2 separate regions of the Anas platyrhynchos genome follow, and region 1 is linked to region 2. A link is a contact called in public Hi-C data. All regions are on one chromosome and are shown on one strand. The core of a region is the stretch at or near the end of the contact, and the rest is flanking DNA. Distances in the headings are between cores, read along the strand shown.

Evidence for each region. Hi-C and Micro-C count contacts between places; a contact is called where the count stands out from the background.
Region 1: a Hi-C map of liver shows a contact between it and region 2, with 2.5 times the contacts expected there. The contact joins the promoter of SEMA4G here to the enhancer-like site in region 2. A contact is called at or near these places in 3 of 8 Hi-C or Micro-C datasets (liver, skeletal muscle and subcutaneous adipose tissue).

What each region holds. Positions count from the first base shown.
Region 1 is chr6:27,718,321-27,722,126 of IASCAAS_PekinDuck_T2T, forward strand. It overlaps SEMA4G (semaphorin 4G), which reads right to left and starts at 1,326. Exons shown (of 15, transcript XM_072039731.1): 1 at 1,193-1,326.
Region 2 is chr6:27,640,638-27,644,077 of IASCAAS_PekinDuck_T2T, forward strand. It overlaps LOC140002746 (a long non-coding RNA gene), which reads right to left. Exons shown (of 4, transcript XR_011810092.1): 3 at 3,151-3,180; 4 at 1-2,253. Among named protein-coding and RNA genes, the nearest start is that of TLX1, 15 kb to the right of the region's middle. Within about 2 kb of position 2,179, at least 2 of the 8 cell types and tissues checked have an H3K27ac peak or open chromatin away from gene starts, as enhancers often do.

The sequences.
Region 1 (3,806 bases), core at 76-2,575, 77 kb after region 2:
TCACGTGGATGTTGGTTGGGAAAAAAAGGGGAGGGGGGGGGGGGAAGAAAAAGCCTGACGCCACAAAGCCCTGGCTTGCAGGAACCGAAAGGGTTGCGTCGGGTTTGTCGGGTTTCATTTTCCTTGTTGCTTTTTTTTTTTTTCCCCCTCGGGTTGCAACACAAACCCAAAGCCAAGATAGAGATCAGGGCAGCGGGGGGCAGCTCTCCGCCCCGCAGCCCTCTGGGCACCTCCGGCCCGGCCAAGGCCACGTCCCGGGGGACCAAAAGGGGGACGGGGTCCGGGTAGGGGCTGAGCAGGGGGAGCACGGCCAGACCCTACCCAGCCGGAGAGGGGAGAAGCAGCAGGAGCCCACGGCGGCAGCACAAGTAGCACAAACCCCGGCAGCGCTATTATTAATAATTTCCCAGCCTCTGGGGGGAAGCTGCGCTCCTCATCCATTTTGGGCAGCCTCTTTGTCTTCCCGGAGGATTTTTCTTGGCACCACCAGAGCCCTCTCACGGTGTGTCCCCCCCCCCTTCCCAAATCGAGCCCCACTATGTCAAGGCCATGTGTGCGCTGCCAGACAGAGCCCAGACCCCAATCCCGGCTGCACGGCGGGTCCCTCCTGCCCCCAGGTCTGCACAGCCCCGACCCCACAGCCCCCCGCAGCCCACGGGAGGGTTGCACGGCTCTGCTGGGGCCCCCGATAGCTCCCGGCCCCCCCAGCACAGCCGTGACCCCAAGCTTGCTGCTGTGGGGGGCTGCACCAACCCCCCCCAGCTGTGCCCTGCCTGCTGCAGCCCCAACCTGCATCACCTCACCCCTTCTTGTCCCTACCCAGGTCCCCCAAATTGTCCCCAAAACCGGGCACCAGCACCTACACCACCCCCACGCATCCCTCCCTGCTTTCAGCCCTCGTCTCCCCAAACCCCCACCTGCACCAACCCCCCCCCCTTTCTCCCCTCTCCCCATGGCTCTGCTGCGGCTCCCCCAAACCCCCACCCCCTCTGTGGGGCGCCCCACAACCCCCCAAACCCTCCCCTCCCTCCCCCAAACAGCTCCCAGCCCCCTCCTCCTCCCTCAGCACCCTACCCACGGGCGCAACCCCCAGCCCTCCCGCTGCCGGCCGCGCCCCCAGCCCCCCAAAAATCCTTCTTCCCCCACACTCCCCACATGCGGGCCAACCCGACCTTGCCCCCTTTTCACTCGCCTGCGGCTCGGCACGGCTCCTCTCGGCTCCTTTCGGCTCGGGGCGAGCCGCCCGGCGCAGGTCGCTGCGCGCAGCCCCGCCGTGGGCCGTGCCGAGCCGCCCCGCGCCGCCCTCTGCCGGTTGCGCGCAGCCCCGCCGGTACCGGGCCGGGTGTGTGTGGGGTGGGAGCGGCACCGGGGGCTCTGCCCCCCTCCAAAAACCCTAAACGAGAGGCCCCAGGACCGTCCCTGCTTCGTGTCACCCCCCCCTCGAGGTTGCCGTGTCTGGGCAGCGCGCCCGGCGTGGCGCGGAGAGGGGCAAAGTCTCCCAAAGCGTGCGCCCAGGGGGGGACGTGGCCTTGGGGGCAGCGGAGAGGGGGGTTTGGGGATTGGGGTGGCCCCCCGGTGGGCTTGGGGTGGGGTTTTGGGGGCTGGGGGGTTCGCCGGAGGGGTGCTGAGCCCCTTGGGGTGTCCTGGTGTTGTGGGTGCGTGGCACGGTGCCACCTTGTGCCGTGCCACCGTGCCCCACCGTGTCACACCGTGCCCCCCCCTACAGCCTGTTTTCACCCAACAGGAGCTCTTTTTGGGGCTGGGTAACCCCAAGGAGGCCCCACACGGAGCCTTGGTGTCCTGGGTGGCTTCTGCAGCTCCTCCCGTGGCTGTGCCGTGTTTGCCAAGCCGTACAGCACCTGGTGCCGGCACGCTGCCAGCGGGCACCGCTCGGCCCCTCCTCTCCACGCCAACCCCATAGGAAAGGGGGTAAAGAGTCCGTGTGTGTCCCCCCCCCCTTAGCCCTGCGCCCCACAGCCGGGCTGGGTGCCAGGTGGGAGGTGCTGGAGAGCGATTTTTGGAGGATGGCTCCGGGATGAGGGTCAGCCCGCATGGAAACTGCTCCTCACCACCTGGATGTGGGAAATTTGGGGGGGGCAGAGCCAAAATAAAACCTCCGGGGGCTCCTGCGGGCACCATGCCTGCCCCCATGGCTCTTGTTCCCATCACAAACTCTCAACCTGCACTCCTGGGGCCCTACAAGCAGAGGGGAGACCCTAATCACCTCCTCCTGTGCTGTTGGCCTCCCTCCTGCCACGCCTGCACGCTCCAGCAGCTAATTGCCATTTCCTCCTGTCCCTGAGCAAAACCCAAGCGGCTCCACGCCTCGCCTCCCACCCCACAGAAATCCGTGGGCTGTGCTCTCCCCGACCTCCCGTGGGAAGCGAGCAGGGCCCTGCTTTCTAGGGCTCTCAGCAGGGTGCACACCGGAGGCTTTCCCCCAAAAAAGGCACCCCAAAAAAAGGCACAGAGGGGACGCTGCCTGCGTGCCTGCTGTCCTGGGAGAGGGCAGGCAGGTCTGGCCCGTCCCGTCCCATCTCATCCCATCCCATCCCGTCCTGCAGCCCGGCTCCTTGCCCACCCACGTGGCTACAAGCCCAAATTGGGGTTGCGCTAGCTCCCGGCCTCGCAGCGGGGTAATTAGTGCATGAGCAAGGCGCGAGCTGAGCCCGGCGCGCTCGGCGCTGCGTAGTTACAGGCCCGAGCTTGCGAGGCTTTAATTAATTAACGCGACTCATCGGCAGCTGGAAGGAGATCTATTTCCAGAGCCCTCCGCTCGCTCTGCTGCCCCCGTGAGATCCTCCGAAGGAATTTAGGGCCCCGCTGGCGCCCTTGCCTTCTTCTCACGGCTTCCCGGGGGCCTCAGCGGGGTCCCAGCAGCCGGGAGCCGAAGCCAGCCCGGCCCCGTGGGGCAGCAGAGGAGCCGCCGTGGTGCCCTGCCCAGCCCGGCTGCTCGTTAATAGGGCTTTGCTCTCGTTCCCAAAACCGGGCTGGTTCCCACCGTGCCTGCCCACAGCCCGCTTCACCCCTCTGATGCCCAGCCAGCAGCAGTGAACCCCAAATTCCGCCCACGCATCCCCCCCCTAGGTGACCGGTACCTCTAAGACAGCCCCAGCGCCTCGATGCCTTGCAGCTGGGCTCTCCCCATCACACGCACGGAGCCCCAAATTCGCCTCCTTTGGCCCCAAACCCGCCTCGCCCTCGCCCCGAGCGGGAGCAGAAGACACAACCCCCAGCCTGGGGATTTGGCTGGCTGCCGCCGCGAGTTACAAAACCTCCTCGCTCGGGGATTTATGAAACCCGCAAAGCCCCGCGCTCCAACCACGCCAGCACACCCCGTGCCTGCTGCCTCCCGGCCCCTTGATTTTGGGGTTTCCTCTCCCTCTTTGCCCCCATCCTTCCAGCAGCATTCGGGACTTCCCAGCCCGGCTTTTCTACAGGAAACCATGGGTAATCCCTGCCAAATGCCCCGCATGGGCCCTGGGGTAAATGCCCCAGGGGGCAGAGGGCACGGGGATCCTTTTCCCTTGAAGCCGCTGAGCAAACTTTCCCAACCCCTCTTCCTTCTGCGGGCTGGGAGCCAGCGAGGAAAATTACAATTGCTGAGGGATTTGTCTGAGAAAGTTGCGACGTGCCAGGAGGCAGCGGCACGGCCCCTGCTGCCTCAGCGCCAGCTCAGGGCTGGGTTTCTTGTAGGGCCGGGACTTTTCTCTCCCCCGAGCCCGGCTAACCCCATCTGCACTGCGAGGGAAGGGTGGCACAGTAAATAACCTGCCAGCAGCACCGGCAGCCGAAGCCGAGCTCGT
Region 2 (3,440 bases), core at 929-3,428:
TAGGGCACATTCTGAACATGAGTAAGGCTGGGTTTGGGGGTGCTTCATCCCAAAGGGCAACTCCGAATTGTCTGCATTTCTTCCCTTTTTCTTTCCTTTTTTTTTTTTTTTTTTTTTTTTTTCCACCAAAGTTTTCTTTCTTTCACTAAGGAGATGTGAGCTGCATCCAGACTGCACCTCCCCATTTTCCTCCTCAAAATAATAATAGCCTCATTTGCTAAAGGCACTATTAGGGTATTAAGTGAAAATGAATTAAGTTTAATTCAATTGTTATTTTAGGAGCTTTGCCTCGTCAGGGTTTTGCAGAGCTTCATTCTTCCACTCGCTGGAGACCGGCTTTAACACGCCCCTGCTGAGTTGTTGCTGCAAGCCACAAACCCATCACGCTGGGAGTTTTACTTAATGCTAAGGGTTGGATTTTATTTTGCTTAATGTCAGAGTCTGCCTGCCACACTGCTGGGGGAGAGGAGGGAGCCACAGACCGGTTAGCTCGAGTCCATCACGATCAGCTTAGAAATGCAAGTGGCTGTCGGGCTGGCCATGGCTTAAGCAAAATTTGAGCACTTTTTTTCACCACATCACTGCCCCCCTGTTCCAGGAAGGCTTTACCACCTCCTGCATTGGGTCTCATCGCCAACTCGGTCTGGATGTTCTCCCTCTGCAGCAGCACGGCCTTGAGGAGAGGGCTGCTGGAAGGAAATTCCTCCTGGAGAGAGCCGTGGGCTCACAGTGGGGACACAGGCTGGGACGTTTGCTGATGGTTTCCAGCAGCAAAAATGCCAACAAACCCCTTGGGGATCACCAGGATCTGCCCTGGTTAGGAGCCGTGCCCAGCTCTACCAGGCCAAAGAGAAAATTTGAGAGAGGAAGGAAGAGAAAAAGTAGGGGCAGAGGGACACGGCCTTCCTTGGGATGCATGTCCATGCCTTTGCAGGCTACTGGATGCCCATAAACCTACGGGCTTGGCTAGGGCATTTGAAGAAAATTCACATTGCTGCACAGAGCAGGGAGATAAGGGAGAATGTGACCCAGCAGGGTGAGGGGCTCACATCCCCCCCAAAGCCATCAAAAGCCCATTTCAGACAAGCCATTGGCTCCCCATAACTTGCAGATTTGAGCCACGACAGCCATAATGTCCATCCAGCATTCCCTCACCAGTTCCTACGGCAGAGGGAGAAGGAAGGACAAGACCTCAAAGATAAACACCCACCCTCGGTGCTGGGACAGTTCGGGGCCAGGAGGAAGCAGCACGGGGAGCAGGGCTCTCTCAGCCCCTAACCTTGCTCAGAGCCAGCGCCTAGGATTTATGGAAGGAAAGCTTGGCAGTGACCTCTGCTCCGCTCCAGCTCTGAGCGTGGACTCGGATGGCATTACAGCGTGATGTACGGCCAGCGGCTCTGCCGGGCAGTCTCTTGTGAGCGATGGCTTGCGATATTTCTGGAGTTTATACCTAGCTCTCCAGCTCGACGGGCTCTCTGGATATGATTTGTGCTGTATGTAGCTCTATAAATATTGAGCTCAGAGCATTATATATGGCGACAGCCCTACAGCACTCCGGGTGATATATCCCCGCGTTTGCAGTTGTAGGCGAATAATTTTAGTTTGAGTGGTGTGGCAATGAGAACAAGGAGGAAGTAAAATAAAAGGGTAATTCAAGACCAAGCGGACAGCAGGGAGCGTGCGTGAGATTCAGCTTATCATTCAAAGCCAAGCCTTTCCCACCAAATCATTCAGGAAATTGATGGCCGGAGTCATTTCCCAAATTAGTTACCTTATCCATGTGTGCTGCTGTCTGCAAAACAAAGAGATGGCATCGAGCCCCCCCGCCCTGGGCTTTTGAGGCAGAAGAGGGGAGGCACAGTATGAGGATGGGGAGGAGCAGGTGCCTCTTCTCCCCCAGTCCCATTTCTCCCTCCAGCCAGGAGATGAGCAAAGGGGCACCAGAGATTTCAGAGGGTCCTCGGGGCCATCCCCCGAGCAGGATGCGTGAATGGCCAAATGCCCATCTCCAGGGGAAAGTGGAGGGCAGATTCACGCCGTGCCCAGCTCCCTGCGATGCTCCGAGGTACGCAGGTGCTGGTGTCCATGCCGGGCTGGCAGGCTCACCCACCTCAGCTCAGACTGGGCAAGTGAATCATTTCCATCCTGGCGTCAGCTCAGCGCTTTCACGGAAAGGGCATTTACGTCCGTGGGTGCTGAGGGCACGGCCAGGTGAATCATTGCTGTCCCTTAGAGAGAAGTCCAAGGCAGAGCCTGTAATTAATCATAAATTGTGAAATAGGTGAGTGAACAAGCTCCCAAAGAATGTGATTACAAGGAGGAGAAGGAAAAGGACGTGATGGACTGAGGCCAGCACGCTCTGTAACAACCACCAGTCTGTACCAGTGCGCTTCCTGGTGCCTCATTCACAGGACCCACACAAGCACCCACCCAGCACCACGCAAGGACAGAGTCTGACCGGAGCACCCAGTGGTGCAGGAAGCAGGAGAGAGCACTTAAAAGGATCCGTTGTGGTTTGCTCTGGTTCTGCAGAGAAATGGAAGGTTAAAGGAGAGTAAGAGCTCTGCAGCACTGTGTCAGGGCAAGGACTGCAGCTATTTGCCACGGCAGCTATTGCAGGCACAAAGGATGCACGAATTGATCCAGTCCCTTCCTCCAGAAAAGATTTAAGCTACATGGGAAAAAAATAGTTCCAGTGGAAACTGCTTCTTTAACCTTGAAAAGACAAAAGGTTCAGTGAGACAAAATCTGGGGCTGAAGTTGCAGTAATTAACATGGCAGAAGCCTTGTAGGGCTGGGATGGAGCAACAGGTTCCCCATGCCTGCACTGCTAGTATTACCCTGAGTGTCTGTAGAAGCCACCCCTTAGCTGGCCCAACTGGCTCCCACTGCCCCTGCACGCTCACCTGGCCCCTAAAATGGCCCTTTTCACCCCAAAATTGAGGAAGGGGCTTTGTGGGGCAACACCGGCAGGGCTACCTGTGGGGGACACAGTAGCAGGTGCTGCAAGCCCCAGCTACCAACGTATAATCACAGGAACCTGCTGGCTCCAAGGCAGCTGTATTTGGTCAAAACTGGGCCAGAGGAGACAAAAAAAAAAAATAAAATAAAAAAATTAGGTGAGGATGACAGACACATACACAGACTCACCTCAAAAGCCTTGCTTTTCTGGAAACCAGGCTGAGAAGAGGAAACAAAGAAGAGAAACTTCACAGCTGGTAGAGCATCCAGGGGATGTTGTTCCCAAATTTCAGCACATCATTTTAGCTCACATTTTGGCCTCTGCCCTCTGGGCACCATTTCACTACTAAATGCACCGTGGAATAAATACCAAGCGATGGCGGAGCACAAATAATCCCTTCTCAGAGAGAATTACTTTTCTGGCGAATTCTGGGGAATAAATGCGGCTTTAAAAAGCAATAACTGGTTAAACAGATACT